2 separate regions of the Mus musculus genome follow, and region 1 is linked to region 2. Evidence: chromatin contacts called from public Hi-C data. All regions are on one chromosome and are shown on one strand. Each heading gives the region's core, a stretch centred on a gene start, on an enhancer-like site or on the middle of the called end of the contact. The rest is flanking DNA. Distances are from core to core; before and after follow the strand shown.

What was found. Hi-C and Micro-C count contacts between places; a contact is called where the count stands out from the background.
Region 1: a contact with region 2 is called in a Hi-C map of cerebellum, with 1.8 times the contacts expected there. The contact joins two enhancer-like sites. A contact is called at or near these places in 2 of 39 promoter capture datasets (the C10 cell line and cranial neural crest), 5 of 484 Hi-C or Micro-C datasets (cerebellum, granulosa cells, hemogenic endothelial cells and 2 more) and 2 of 115 datasets of contacts at active chromatin or transcription factors (both in embryonic stem cells).

Annotation. Positions count from the first base shown.
Region 1 is chr14:122,488,165-122,495,322 of GRCm38.p6, forward strand. It overlaps a transcript of Pcca not described here and the pseudogene Gm9399. Among named protein-coding and RNA genes, the nearest start is that of Gm33769, 8.8 kb to the left of the region's middle. Within about 2 kb of position 2,622, at least 42 of the 459 cell types and tissues checked have an H3K27ac peak or open chromatin away from gene starts, as enhancers often do. A contact at or near this core is called in cerebellum, where this site is marked.
Region 2 is chr14:122,405,317-122,411,891 of GRCm38.p6, forward strand. The region is part of intron 1 of Gm5089 (predicted gene 5089); the gene reads right to left. Among named protein-coding and RNA genes, the nearest start is that of Gm25464, 20 kb to the left of the region's middle. Within about 2 kb of position 1,630, at least 69 of the 459 cell types and tissues checked have an H3K27ac peak or open chromatin away from gene starts, as enhancers often do. A contact at or near this core is called in cerebellum, where this site is marked.

The DNA of each region.
Region 1 (7,158 bases), core at 1,372-3,871, 84 kb after region 2:
GAGAGTTGAAGATTTTCAAGATTATGTACAACACAAAGAGTCTGATCATAGTTTACCTTCAAGGCAAGGCTCTTGCTTTTTCTTCCTTTGCTGGGCTTTCAAAGGCTCTGTTTAGTAAATATTTGCTGATTTGAAAAATCTCTTCAAATTAAAATACATCGAATATACATCCCCTGTAAAACTTAACTTTAGCACCCCCAAAATATTTTTTAAAGTTGAAAATCACAGACTTTAAAAAAGTCCTTTTATATTTGGTATATTTGTGTATATGTAAAATAAAAAAGGTCAAACTTAAAAATGTCTACTCTTCTGTCAAACTTATACATTTGAGAAACTCATTTTATAATATGCAATTTGAGGAAGAGGATTTCATTTCCATTTTTGAAATCCAAATAAAATAGCTTTAAAAATTAGATTTGGACACAGTGAGATGGAGCTATCAGTGAAAAGTCTTAAAGTACCACTTATATCTATACTACTATCCAACACACACACACACACACACACACACACACACACACACACACACTTTTAAAGAAAATGTTTCAAATGAAGAGATCAGTTACATTAGTCACCTGACTTCAAATTGCTTTTTGGAAGAATCTAACAAGCTATTTTGTAAAAATAGCAAGAACATTGTCTAAAGTTACAGAATAACATTTTTTAAAATTTTCATGCAATAACTTATTAATTCAGAAATGTAACAAATAAGTTATTTGGGCAAAATATCTCATTTAGTTTTAACTATAGATTTTTACATAGGATGCTATTGTAGCTTATGTCAGTTCTCTCTCTCTCTCTCTCTCTCTCTCTCTCTCTCTCTCTCTCTCTACCTCATGCAGTTGAACTGTTAGCAACCTACCATTCTCTTGTGTTCTCAACAATCTTGCAGCTGAAAAACCAAATATGCAGGCTAGAAAGCACGTGGTTTTCTGCAGATGCCTGGAGGGTGCATAGCACTTTAGCTATCTTTTCTACTAAGTAATTTCAGAGTGAAATTAGCTTCATCATTTGACTCTTTTTTTCCCCTTAAAGTTTGAAGTACAAGAGACAGTAGGCATGTCGCTGAAATGCCACCTATTTCTATGCTTCAAGTTTCACTCTCTGTTCAAAATGCCTTTAAAACAAACTTTAAATTCATTTTTAAGAGAGGATTTTCCAAGAAGTGCTTCCTTTCCTGCTGCTAGGCAGCGCTACTCCCCAACCTCTTGGCTGGAACCCTTGCTTTCGATTTGTTTGTTTCACACATTTCCCTAAAGAACCCGGATCTTTGAGCCGTTTAATTCTGCTTTTAAAATACTATATTTCTGCCCTGCATCCTTCCCCGAAACAAATTGTTATCGAAAATGGATCAGATTTGTTCCAACTGTGGGATCTGGATCAATAGTCACACGATACAAATCTTTAATTTTTTTTTTTTTTTTTTTTGTCGAAGAAACCCACACGTTTTTAATGTAAAGTAGGGCTGTTTGCATCTTCATCAAAAATAAAAAGTCGCAATTATGGCCTGAGTAAGCCTTTCTTTATTATTATTTTTAGCCTGTGTATCATTACCTAACTGGTATGTGTTCTTCTGTCCAGCTCTTGATGATCTAGTTGAATCCTAGACATTGTGCCAAGAAGTGTATTTGAAGCAGATAAGTGCGTATAATACAAATGCGTTTTGTTAGACCTGATGGACGCTATTTTTCTTCTAATAGGTTTGTAGCAAACTAACACAATAACACAATGTATTCCTTTTCAAGGTACATTGTCGAAACAGGTCTATTAAGAGCGCGTTGAGCTATTTCTCGCTTCTATTGAACAGTCTGTTGCTCAAACACAACAGCCAACAAACGCCAGCTGCCTCAACAAAAGTAGAAACCTAACCCTTTTATGTAATGTTTTAGCAGAAAGGGTAGCTCTGTTTAATTAAAAACATTGATGGTCCAGTGAAACAATGGAAACTCAAGTTCAAGTGGTGTTCTATTGATTTAAGATGAGTTTTACTAGCTATGGGTATAATTCATTTTTCCCCAGCTCTCTCCTGTGTGAGGGGGTTCCTTCTTGGGGCATTATTTGGGTGAATAGAAAGACAGACACGGCTATTGCTTTAGAAACCTGATTAACAAACGTTGCTTTGAGGGTAAGGTGTTTAATTTATAAGTGCACCCCATATTTTTTGTCAGTTTATTCGCTGTGGGGAAGCTTTGAAAGTAGCTCCTCTCAGCAGGTTAAAAAGTGAAGTCTGCGTCCTGGCATTTAAATGTCTTTGTTATTGTGTCAAGCAAGTTGTTGAAAACTGCATGATCAGAATACTAAGGTTGGGCAGCTAAAGAGGCGTGTGTGTGTGTGTGTGTGTGTGTGTGTGTGTGTGTGTGTGTGTGTTCGCGTGCGCGCACGTGCGCCTCTGGGCACAGGACAGTGCGTGCGAGAACAATTATTTTCATCAGCGGCTGGTAGCTCGCTCCCGACTGCTCCTCTGTGCAGAACCGACGGCTTTCCAGCTTTCAACTCTGGAAGTGAGGCAAGACGGAATCCTCCATCACACTTCCTTCTGGGAGCCTTAGATGCTACCGCGGAGAGCCCGGCTCGCTCGAGGGCATCTAAACTGTCCTTTGACAGGGGGCATTCGAGAACCGAAAGGTTCTGGGTCCGCGCACCTGAGCCGCGCAGCGCAGCGAGGGCGGGGGCTGGAGGAGGTCGGTGCTCGGCTGGAGGTGGGCGGGGCAGGTGCGCGGCTCCCTGCGGCCCGCGGGGTGCAGCCCAGCCTTCCCGCCCCGCCAGGAGGGCTCCGCGCTCCTTCCTCGCCCTACCGCGCTTCGCAGCTGCCGGACCCCAGGGACAGGGGAGCAAGCAACTCTCATCAACTCCTCAGGACTAAACAATGGCCAAGGCTGGGGCGCCCTACACAAGGCCCCAGGCTGGGCAGACTTGGTTTGCTTTCTGCAATCGGGGCCTGGAAGTGGAGGCTTGTGGAGGGATGGTCAGACTCACTTCGAGCCTAAAGGCTTGCATTTTCATTGCTCCTGGCAACTAGCGAGGCTACCTTGTCTGCGTTTCTGGGACCAAGCTCCATGTGGGACAAGCCACATACAACCCTCTGAGGTGCACCCTGAAGACCAGAGAGCACAGGCATGGGTGAAGCCTGGAGCTTTGGAGTCTTTGTGAGGGCTTGTTGGGCCTACCGTCATGGTTAGAATCCAGGAGAACACTGCCAGAAGCAGACCAGAGATAGGGACTGTCCACATGGAACCCTCAGGCCCAGAATGAGTTATTTAAGCTCCTCCTGGTGTTTAAAGAGGTTTTTCAGTTTTAAAGAACGTTGTAAAAAAAATATCAGCTCTTAAAAAAAATGAGCTCTTCCTCATTACATGCTTCCCCACCCCTCAGCTAGACATGCACTGTTTCCTGAGACGGAGGAGTGTTCAAACATGTGTCGTCTTTTAAAAATAATACGAATTCATAAAGAGGAGGAGGAAGAAGAGTAGGAGAAGAAAGAGAAAATTTAACTGATACCTGAAGTATTCACCACTCCTTCATTTAACTGTGCAGCTGTTTTTAACTGTGGGCTCCCAGGGAAGAGACTTCTCTGAGATGCTGGTACCTTATAGAGCGCTTTGCTTTCCGTTGGCTCCTTGTAGTCATCCCTAATTAGAAATGCCTCAGAGGAGCCTTTATCCAGCCCATAAAGGAAGATCAAGTGTCCGCACAGTATATATTAATATAGGGTCCATACTCAGTAATTTGGAATTGTGTTTCTTCTTTCAACTTTTTCCTTTATGTCCTTTTTTTCCCTTCAAACACTTGTTGCCTGTGACACTGCTCTGACCTTCGCTCCTCCTTTTCAGGATGTTAGGATGAATGCTTGCTTCTTCTGGCAAAAAGACAGTAGGAAAGATAAAGTGTGGGCTTTCATTTTGGATCTGGATTACCAAACCACTTACATTTCTGTATTCATTTTCTTTCCAGAAAAGCAAAAAAAAAAAAAAAAAAAAAAAAAAAAAAAAAAAAAAAAAAAAAAAAAAAAAAAAAGTTTTTCCTGGCATTTTGAAAACTGAAATAAGGGTGAAGCATTATCTTAAACTGAAAGGACAGATTGTATGGAAGGTAGATTAAACGCTAGTGCTATTAACTCTCTTTTCTTAGAGAAGGGAAACTGGTCTAACTCAGTTTTAGTTTTGGTGTGATGGTTTTTTCATATTGGTCATCATTCTGGGAAGGATTTCAGTGGGCATTCTATTTCTATCTGTTTTAAAGTGTTTATACCAAAGGGAAATGTAGAAATTTTCAGTTATTAAAAATGATAGTATTCTTATAGAGTCAAAGTATTGATTTAAAACATCACAGAAGTATAATTATCTTCAGTGTAATATATTAGCAAAATGTGGCTATTTGAGGAACAACTTACTTTTCTAAGTAGTAATTTTTCTAATAGTCAGTTTAAAGCTTTGATATATTACTCCTATACCTTGACCATGTGGTTAAATTAGTCCCAGCTCTTGTTCTGTGTTTGTTACCAGTGTTCTTGCCCTGTTTCTTAACATGGCATCCAGTGCTGATAGAACTCAAAACTTCTCTAAGGCATAAAATAGATAATGGTACCATACATTTTTAAATCTTATTTTCAGCTTTTAATTTTAATTTTGAGATAAGGTCTCACTTAGCCAAGGTTGGCCTGGAATTTGATAGGTAGGCTGTCCTTGAATTCCTGATCTGTTTGCCTCTACCTTACAAGTGTTAAAGAGTTACAGGTGTATGCTACCAAACCCTGCTTTTCTTTAACTATTTACTTCCTTCTGTGGGCTTTGCCATGCCCTATTGTTACCTATCTGTGTGTACTATGATAGTGTCAGGGTTGTTGTCCTTACTGTCTGACATCTCTAGTGTGTGATTACTTTCCCTGAACATAGCTGGTTATGACTGTGTTGATATTGTGAAGATGCCAAGGGTTTGCAGTGTTCCTTGGTGCTTTTCTGTCACATATTCTGCCAGAAGATTCCAAAATGTATACTCTGTCACTAGTTTTGATACTGTTTTGTTTTGTTTTTTAAATTTAAAGTGTAATTTCTTCATGGAACACTGAAAGTACTTTTCACTAGAGAGAATTCCTAGAGTCAGGATCTCAGGTGCATTGTAGTTATTCTATTGTAAGCATCAAGCTCTTTGTTTCTAGATTAACTATTAGCTCTTCTCTTTGCTCACGATATCCTGCAGAGGCTTTTGAGTCTCCCAGGTCCATGCAGCTCAGTGAATATCTTCTTATCCTTACAGACTTGTTCATGTATGGACTTGATTTACAGAAACAGCTTAGACTGTATAGGTGGGCACATCTGTAATGTAATCCCAATGTTTCTATGTTGAGAAGGGATATGGGGACAAGAGAATGGCCTTTTAAATTGGAATATAACATTTCCTGTGAAGACACAAACAAGTGCCCGTTTACCCGTGATGGGTCCCAGCAACAGACTAAAGTGGAAATTCACTGAAGTCTAGCTTGGTGAGAGTAGTGGATTTGTTAGGCTTGCTTATAGAGAGCACTCATGAGTGGCCACTTACAGACACACAGAGGACAGCTGTATCATTCACTACAAAGTCCTGCCCCATTATGGATGGTGTGGTGTTTGAATGACGGCCTTGGCTAAGTGACCCCATAGACTCATATGTTTCCATGTTTAGTCCCCAGTTGTTGAAGTATATAGGAAGGATTAAGAAGTGTGGCCTTGTTAGAGGAAGTATGGCCTTGTTGGAGGAGGTGTGTCATTAGGTGTGGGTTTCAAAAGCCCTGCCAGGCCCTCTATCTCTGACTTTGTTTGTCTCCGATTGTCTTTGTCTATCTCTGTGCCTGTATCTGTGTCTCTGTCTGTCTCTGTCTCTCTGCCTGCTGCCTACAAATGAGGATATAAAACACTCAGCTGCTGCTCCAGTACTGTGTCTGTCTCCTTCCTATCATGATGATAACAGACTAAACCTCCTGAACCGATAAGCCAGCCTCCAATTAAATGCTTTCTTTTGTAAGAGTTGCTTTGGTCATGGTATCTCTCCACAATAATAGAACATTAACTAAGGCAGATGGGAACCTCATCAAAACTTTATCATGGAGTTCCAGTTTTAATTACCCTTTCATTTTTCTTTTCATACAGTATATTTTTTTAATTAGGATTTTTTTGGGGGGCAATCAAACCATGTGTTTATTGAGTGCCTGTTATGTGCTAAATATTTTTCATGGTACTTGGGACACAGCAGAGAATAAAACAAGGAGCCCTGCCTTGTGGAGAGTACAGTCTATCAACTGCACACTGCTGTGACCTTGGGCAAGTCACTGCACCCCTCTGCCCAGTAGACAGAGCTGGGTGTGGTACAGATGCTGACCAGGACAGCACCCTGACTCACCACCCCAGACAGCAGAGAGGGCTGCAGGTCGATTTTTAATAATCAGGTACACTGAGGAGAACTGAGAAGAAGTAAGCTATACAAGCTGTTGCTGCTGCTTAGTGGCAGCCTTGTTTGCCAGGTCCTTGGCCTTCTCTGTATCTGCCAGTGCAGTCTCCTTTGTTTTCTCTTTGGCCTCTTTGGCTGTCTCAACAAGTTTTTTTTGGAAGGGGCTTCACCTTGTAGCTTGGCCAGGATGTATTCAAAGCCCTTCATTGTCTTGGTCGCATTGCTTTTGAACGGGGCAAGACCAAATTCTTGGACAGCTCTGGAAACGCCAAATAAGCTAGATGAGACCCAGGCTTCCCGACGGATTTCGGTCCAGCTGCTATTGTCAGGGTTCACACAGTAAACATATCGTTCCTCCACCACCAGCAACTGGGTGTGGTTGATGTTCCAGGTGAAGATGGTCATGGTCTGATTCTGTGGGTCTACAATAGAGTCCTCTAGGATGTACAATGAGTGAACAACATTGGTAGGAAAGATTTGCTCTGCCCAACGTAGCATCCTATTGGTCTTGGTCAAGAGTCCCCAGACTCTCCTGGTCTTCTCCTGGTCCACTCTGTTTGGTTAAGAAGTGTTTGCTGTAGGGATTCAGGTACCATTGCCAGAAGGCAGAGAGCACTTGGTCCCAGGAACTTCGGAGCACGCTCTGGCCTAGGAAATATTTCACCATCGTCCAGCTTTGGGTGGGCTCAGCACCTGTGCAGCAGCAGGGTGAAGAGCCCGCAGTGGGGTGGGCATATG
Region 2 (6,575 bases), core at 380-2,879:
ATAGGACCCGTGTGGTGTCGATTGCTTTATGCCTTTAATACCTTGCCCGAGGGGGGGGGGGTGCCCAATAATGTCTTCATTGTTTTACTGAGGTCTTAATGACAATCTGTGACAAACTCATTTTAATGTATAGAGGATTGTATCGGCACAGTCATGTTTTATTGAAAGGGTAAGGAGAATTCTGGCTGGTTGGGGGGCACCCCTGGGACGGCAAGTTAGGGACTTTCTTCAGCCTTGTCTCCAGTTTTCCACAGGGCCACACTGGCCCCCACTGCTCTAGAGACAGGTCGGGAAATAGTGTCCCGGGGATGAAGACTTCACCGCCTGTAGTTTGAATTTGAAAGTCTTTGATTGCCTGGCATATTTTGCTGGATAAATAGAACCAACCATGCGGTGTTCCGCTCTCTAAAATAGAAGTCATTATCGCCAGGAACACCTTTGCACTCAATAGTTTTGTGGGAGTTGGGGAAACTTTATTTAGAGACTATGGAATTTTCTTAGTTGGCACAGGAAGAGGAGAGAATACGGGCTTTACAGCTCCCCTTGTCCCCTCCCCCCCAACACACACCCCTTCCTCTTTCTTCCTCAGGACAGTATGCTTTTAGAGCTTGCATTTATTTTGCCATCTGAATCCTCTGCGTTTTTTTTTCCACGGGAACTTGTGAATATTATTACCAGTGGAGAGCACAAGAAGGGTCTGTAAATCCAGGGCTTGGGAACAGTGCCCTCTCCCGGGAGGGCCCCCTGCAAAGCCCTCACTTTGTAATTTAGGGGAAGTAATTACCTGACCCTAACATTGAAATGCTAAAGCCTAACTCTTCTTTCTTCCCACCCTCTGTTTTCAACTGGGGCCAGGGATGGCTAAGTAAGCGACCCGAACTGGAACGGAAATTACTTTTTAGTACCTGTAAAACTTGCGCAGTGGGACCCGGCAGCTTGTCCCGGTTCTGTGGTGGGTGACTTTTGTCGCTGGTGGACATGGTTTGTTTAGATTCTAGTAATTATTTGACACCCCACCTCCTTCAGAATCCGTAAAGATAGCCAGAAATACAAAGCAAGCGCCAGGAAGGCACCAAAGTCCTCCTGGACACGCAATTTGTGGCGATCTACTCAGTTTCGTCTAAGCAGGTTATTTACGTTTTCGAGGACTATGTAACTGTGTCCTTCCTTTTACATAATTTTTCCCCCTTTCTTTTTTCATTGTGACTGACCGGCTGGGTTTTCTTTCGCTCCTTCGGACGGGAAGAGCAAGGCAAGCCTGGAACTCCCGTACCGCTTAGGAAGGAGACGTGCTCAAACGGTCAGGACACGCGTGTAGGTAGATGTTCTTCTGTTCCGCACCACACACCGCATGCATCGGTGCGCGGGCGTCGCCCCGGAGTAGAGACCAGGCCTTGGGCACATTTCGGAGACCGCTGCCCTTCCCTGCGTGATGACTTACACCGGTGTAGCAGTGCTGGGGCGCAGCGGCCAGGCTAGGCCGGGGCCGCAGTGGGGGGATCCCCGTGGCCCAGTGGCCAGGACTGCGGGCCTCCCGGACCCCGTGAGCCTGTCGCGCAGCCGGGCTGTAATGGTGCGAGATCAAAGGCTGCCCGTGTCCCCGCGGAGCCGGGGACAATCCTTCGCCTTTGTGCCTGGTTGCTAGGAGCCGAAGAAACTAAGAGAAAGTGTCAGGAGCGAGTTAATCAGACTCGTTACAGTGTAACAATAACGTCTTTCTCGGGGCTCCTGGGCCCCCGCGCACCCCGTGCACAGGCCGGACACCTGCGCGGGGCCCATAGCCCGTCCAGGGGATCCGCCGCCCGGGTGTGTCGTAAACACCGAAGTTGGCTCCTGGGCCATGTGTAAAGAATTCTGGGGGAGACGCCAAACGCCAGGCAAGTCCTGGGCGAGTCCTGGTGTACTGGATCTGAGTTCCACTCTCTAAAAGATGACCCATCTGTAGGGCATAAGACCTGGAAAGATCCACGTCTTCTGCCTAGCCAGCTTCCTGGTTAACATTTCCCCAGATGCCACAAGCAACTTTGTGGATTTCTCTGCACGTCTGCGAGAGAAAACCACAAATTCTAATTCCCCAGGGTAAGAAAGAAGCAGATGTGAGTAAATATATCCCCCCTCCCCCGAAGGTCTTAAGGGGAATCGCTGCGCTCACGAATATTTAACTAAATTCATATTCAGCCAACACCTGTTGAGTTCCCTGGATGTCAGACAACTGTCCAAAAGTCACAGAGCGATCCACAGATGAGTTCTCTTCAAATCGAAGTACCCATGGAGCACGCCAGCACTTGGGAAGCAGAGGCAGGGGGACCTATGTTAGTTCAAGGCCAACCTAGTCTGTATAGTGAGTTCCACATTAGCTAGGTCTACATAGATAAATAGATCTACATAGTGAATAAATTAATTAATGAAAGGGAAAAAAGAATTTAAAACGTTGCCAGGCAGCCGGGCAGTGGTGGCGCATGCCTTTAATCTCAGCATTTGGGAGGCAGAGGCAGGTGGATTTCTGAGTTCAAGGCCAGCCTTATCTACAGAGTGAGTTCCAGGACAGCCAGGGCTATACAGAGAAACCCTGTCTCAAAAACAAAAACAAAAACACAAAACAAAACCAAAACAAAAAACAAAAACGTTGCCAGGCAGTGAAGGCACATACATTCAAAAGGCAGAAGCAGGCCGATCTCTGTGGGTTCAAGGCCCACCTGGTCTACAGAGCAAGTTCTAGGATAGCCAGGGCTACACAGATAAACCCTGTCTCAAAAACCAACCATCACCACCACCACCACCACCAACAACAACAAAACCAATCAACCAAACAAAGAATCATTTAAAACATTCGAAAATCCAGCAATCCATACTCTTCCCTGTATCTCTCCCTTGGAAAACGGTCTCTGCAGTGTGTGAGCCATGCAAAGGCATGGTGAGGTCTGAGGAATGAGGTCCGCCCTTCTGTAGTATGCACATGGTTCCACAGACTTGCCTAGAGGACCTGCTAGTTGCTGATCTGATGACCAGACCATGCAAAGCCGTGCTCAGCCACAGCTAGAAGATTGGTCAAGGTGAGTTGACTTTCTCATAGGTGACCTCTTACTTGGAAACCGAACCAGACTTCTAGACTGGAACTACAGCACCCTAAGTTAAATTAAAGCCAGCAGCCTCTTAAGACCCCACATGGAACTCAGTAACCGTGGAGGAGTCTGCTTCAGTCTCAGCCAATTTTGGAAGGGGAGGTGTTGAGACAGGGTCTATCTGAAGCCCTGTGTGGCTTGGAAGTTCCTTTGTAGATCAGGCTTAAAGATAGAGATGTACCTGCCACTGCTGGTGTTAAAGGCTCTGCTGTGCCAGGCACCCCAACCCCAACATTCTTGTAGATTCCTCACAGGCAAACTAAACAAAAAACAAACAAACAAACAAAAAAACCCACACATATTCCTTAGGTTAGGGTCTTGGGGCATGGGAGGAGCTCTAGGGGGAAAAATTCTTTATGCGAATAACAAAACTTTCTCTCTTGAGGCTAGAGGCAAAGGAAACTAGTTAGATGGGCTTAGCCCATAAAAACCCTCACCTCCGTGCCTGGTCCCTCAGACTTAAGTGGTGGAAGGAGAGAACCTACTCCTGCAAGTTGTCCTCTGACAACACACACAATAAATAAGAGAGAAAGAAAGTAATGTTTAAAGAAAGAAATACAAGAGGGGACCAATACTGTGAGTCATACTATCTATCTGCTGAGTTGGAAGCTGTGAAGACAAGCTGGAAGCAGTAAAGACAAGCTGGATTTTTTTTCTTTTCTCTTCTTTCTTTCTTCTTTCTTTCTTTCTTTCTTTCTCTCTCTCTCTCTCTCTCTCTCTCTCTCTCTCTCTCTCTCTCTCTCTCTTTCTTTCTTTCTTTCTTTCTTTCTTCTCTTAAGGATGTCTAGCTGGTTTAACCCAGGTTGTTTGTTTGGTTTTTGGGTTTGTTTTTTTTTTGTTCTTAAACAAGGAACTAATTTGCCTTTGTCCTTTAGATACACAGCTAGTGTCACAAAGACAAGGAGTGTTCTGCTGCCTTCAGAGGGCTCCTTGTGGTGTCTGCAGAGGAATACTCTGGGTATCCAGCTTTATATCCCCTAAGCACCAGAGGACAGAAGGGACAGGTCAGTGGGAGCCCCTGGGTTTTTCTGACGAGGAGGGTGAATAGATGGTTTGCTCATCCCATAAAAACACTTGCTAAGCAACCCAGCTGACTGGAGTTTGGTTTCTGGAACATACTGAGAAAAAACAAGAAAACAAACAAACAAACAAAAAACCAGACAAAAGCCCAGATACAGTGATAGGCATCTGTAATCTTAGAACTTCTTTGGCAGAGCATGAGGTGCAAAACAGAGAAACTGGGAAACTGGAGCAGAAAATTGAAGGTGGCTTAGTGTATAATATGTGGTATAGGGGCGGAAATCAGAAAAAGACGGGCTTGGAAAGGTTAGAGGCAAGAGCCCAAAGTAATCCTCAAACCTCCATGGATGAACACACACACACACACACACACACACACATACACACACAGGGTGGGGAGACACAGTAACAGTCTAAACCCTATGACAGAGTTACCAGGAATTCCTGTAGGCTGAGAGCTCTATGGCGCTTCTCCCAGGCTTGCCTGAGACAATCTGGCTGCTGTGGTCACCCTTTCCTGTGTGTGTAGTACTGGCTTCTCTAACTGCAGGGACTTTTTTTGAAGTCCCTTTCCATCATTCTCAAGACTCCTAAGCTTTCCAGACACGCCTGCCTGTGAGGGCTCCTCAGCCCCTCAGAGGGCTACAGGACTGCCTCTCTCCCAGTATGTTATACTGGATTGTTACTGGAAGACTTCTTTAGGTGTGTGTGCGCTCACATAGTGCACACGTTGGACATTGTTGTGCTCCTTGGGACACTTGTCTGCTCTCATTCCTCACCTGCCAGGTATGAGCTCCAAAAACAGTGTATTGTTAAAACTAGGGCTTGTGGGTCTCTCCCCATCAATTAGCACTCTGGTCCTGGCTCTCTCACTAATCAGTTGTTACATTCACACTTAGATATTCTCTAAGTCTCAGTTTCTTCAACTACTCAAAAATAAACAACAGCAACACCCCAAAACCTGGCCCCAAGTGTTGCCATGGACATATGCCCTATGAAAGTGGCCCTTTGAAGATTCCCCTTTTGATCAGCTGAGGAGACAGGGCCTTCAGCTACCTGAATGTCCAGCATCCACCCAACTGTGTGGCCCAAGTCCTCACTATTCCCAGGGTGACCTGCACCCATAAGGAAGGAGCCTTAGAGAGAGAGAGAGAAAGAGAGAGAGAGAGAGAGAGAGAGAGAGAGAGAGAGAGAGAGAGAGAGAGAGAAGAGAAGAGAAGAGAAAAGAAGAGAAGAGAAGAGAAAAGAAGAGAAGGAAGTAAAGGAGGGAGAAAAGGAGCCTTATATTTGCATGTGTATGAACTGTGTTAAGGCAGGCATCCTCCATGCTTCTTCCTGGGCAGAGGCTCTTCTTTGTTGTTACTCTGTTGCTGTTTTGAGGAGTGAGTCTCACTATGTAGCCAACTGGCTCTCAACTTGCTATGTGGACCAGGCTGATCTTAAATGCTCAGTGAGTGATCTTCTTAACTCTGCCTCCACAGTGGGTTTACTGGTGTGCTTTCCTTTCTACTAATGAAGCTGGTTTTCTCCTTGGCTTCTATTAGTAGATGTGGTGGCGCACGCCTTTAATCCCAGCACTAGGGAGGCAGAGGCAGGTGGATTTCTGAGTTCTAGGCCAGCCTGGTCTACAAAGTGAGTTCTGGGACAGCCAGGGCTATACAGAAAAACCCTGTCTCAAAGAAACAACCACAAACAAACAAACAAACAAACAAACAAAAATATATGTTCTAGCAGGAAAATACATTCATCTAGCAACTTCCATGTGTATTTCATAAGAGCCTTGTGGCTTTGTTAGCAATCTCCTCGACCTGTTGACAGACTATAAAGATTTATTTCAAGGGTGTTTGATTATAAACTTAAATTCCATCATTTTGTCCAAGCACATAGATAGAAACGGAAGCTCTAAGGGCCTTAGGTACCAGTCCTAGCTGAAAGGGGGCCAACATTCACATAGAGATGTAGGATACCAGGGACACTGACAGTCAAGTAATTTTTGATTTGCTCAAGGCCATACTACAAGGAGACCCATACCCTTGACAAGTCTGCAAATCGCTTGAAAAACCACACACTCCCAACTCAGATTCACAATTTCTCACTAAACATCTCTTCAACAGATCTCAGAGTGCGGCAGCATCAGAGGATCTTCCAGAAACAATACACACAATAGTGGAGGCTTCTTTCTCTATCTCAGCCTCCCTCCAATGCCAGTAAAGACATCTGAGCCCATCTCACTTCAAACAGATGCCATTCAGAAACAGGCAGGAGACTCAATCCTCCTAAAACACAGCCCTGCCTTCTGCAGGATCTGCCACCAGGATGGAGCTGAACTGCTAGAGAATGTCTTTGGTCTTCTAGAAACACAGTCCTGGGAGACTCAGACCCCAAGAACAGAGGATGTACCACCCAGCTGTGTTGTTTCTGCCCTCACAGACC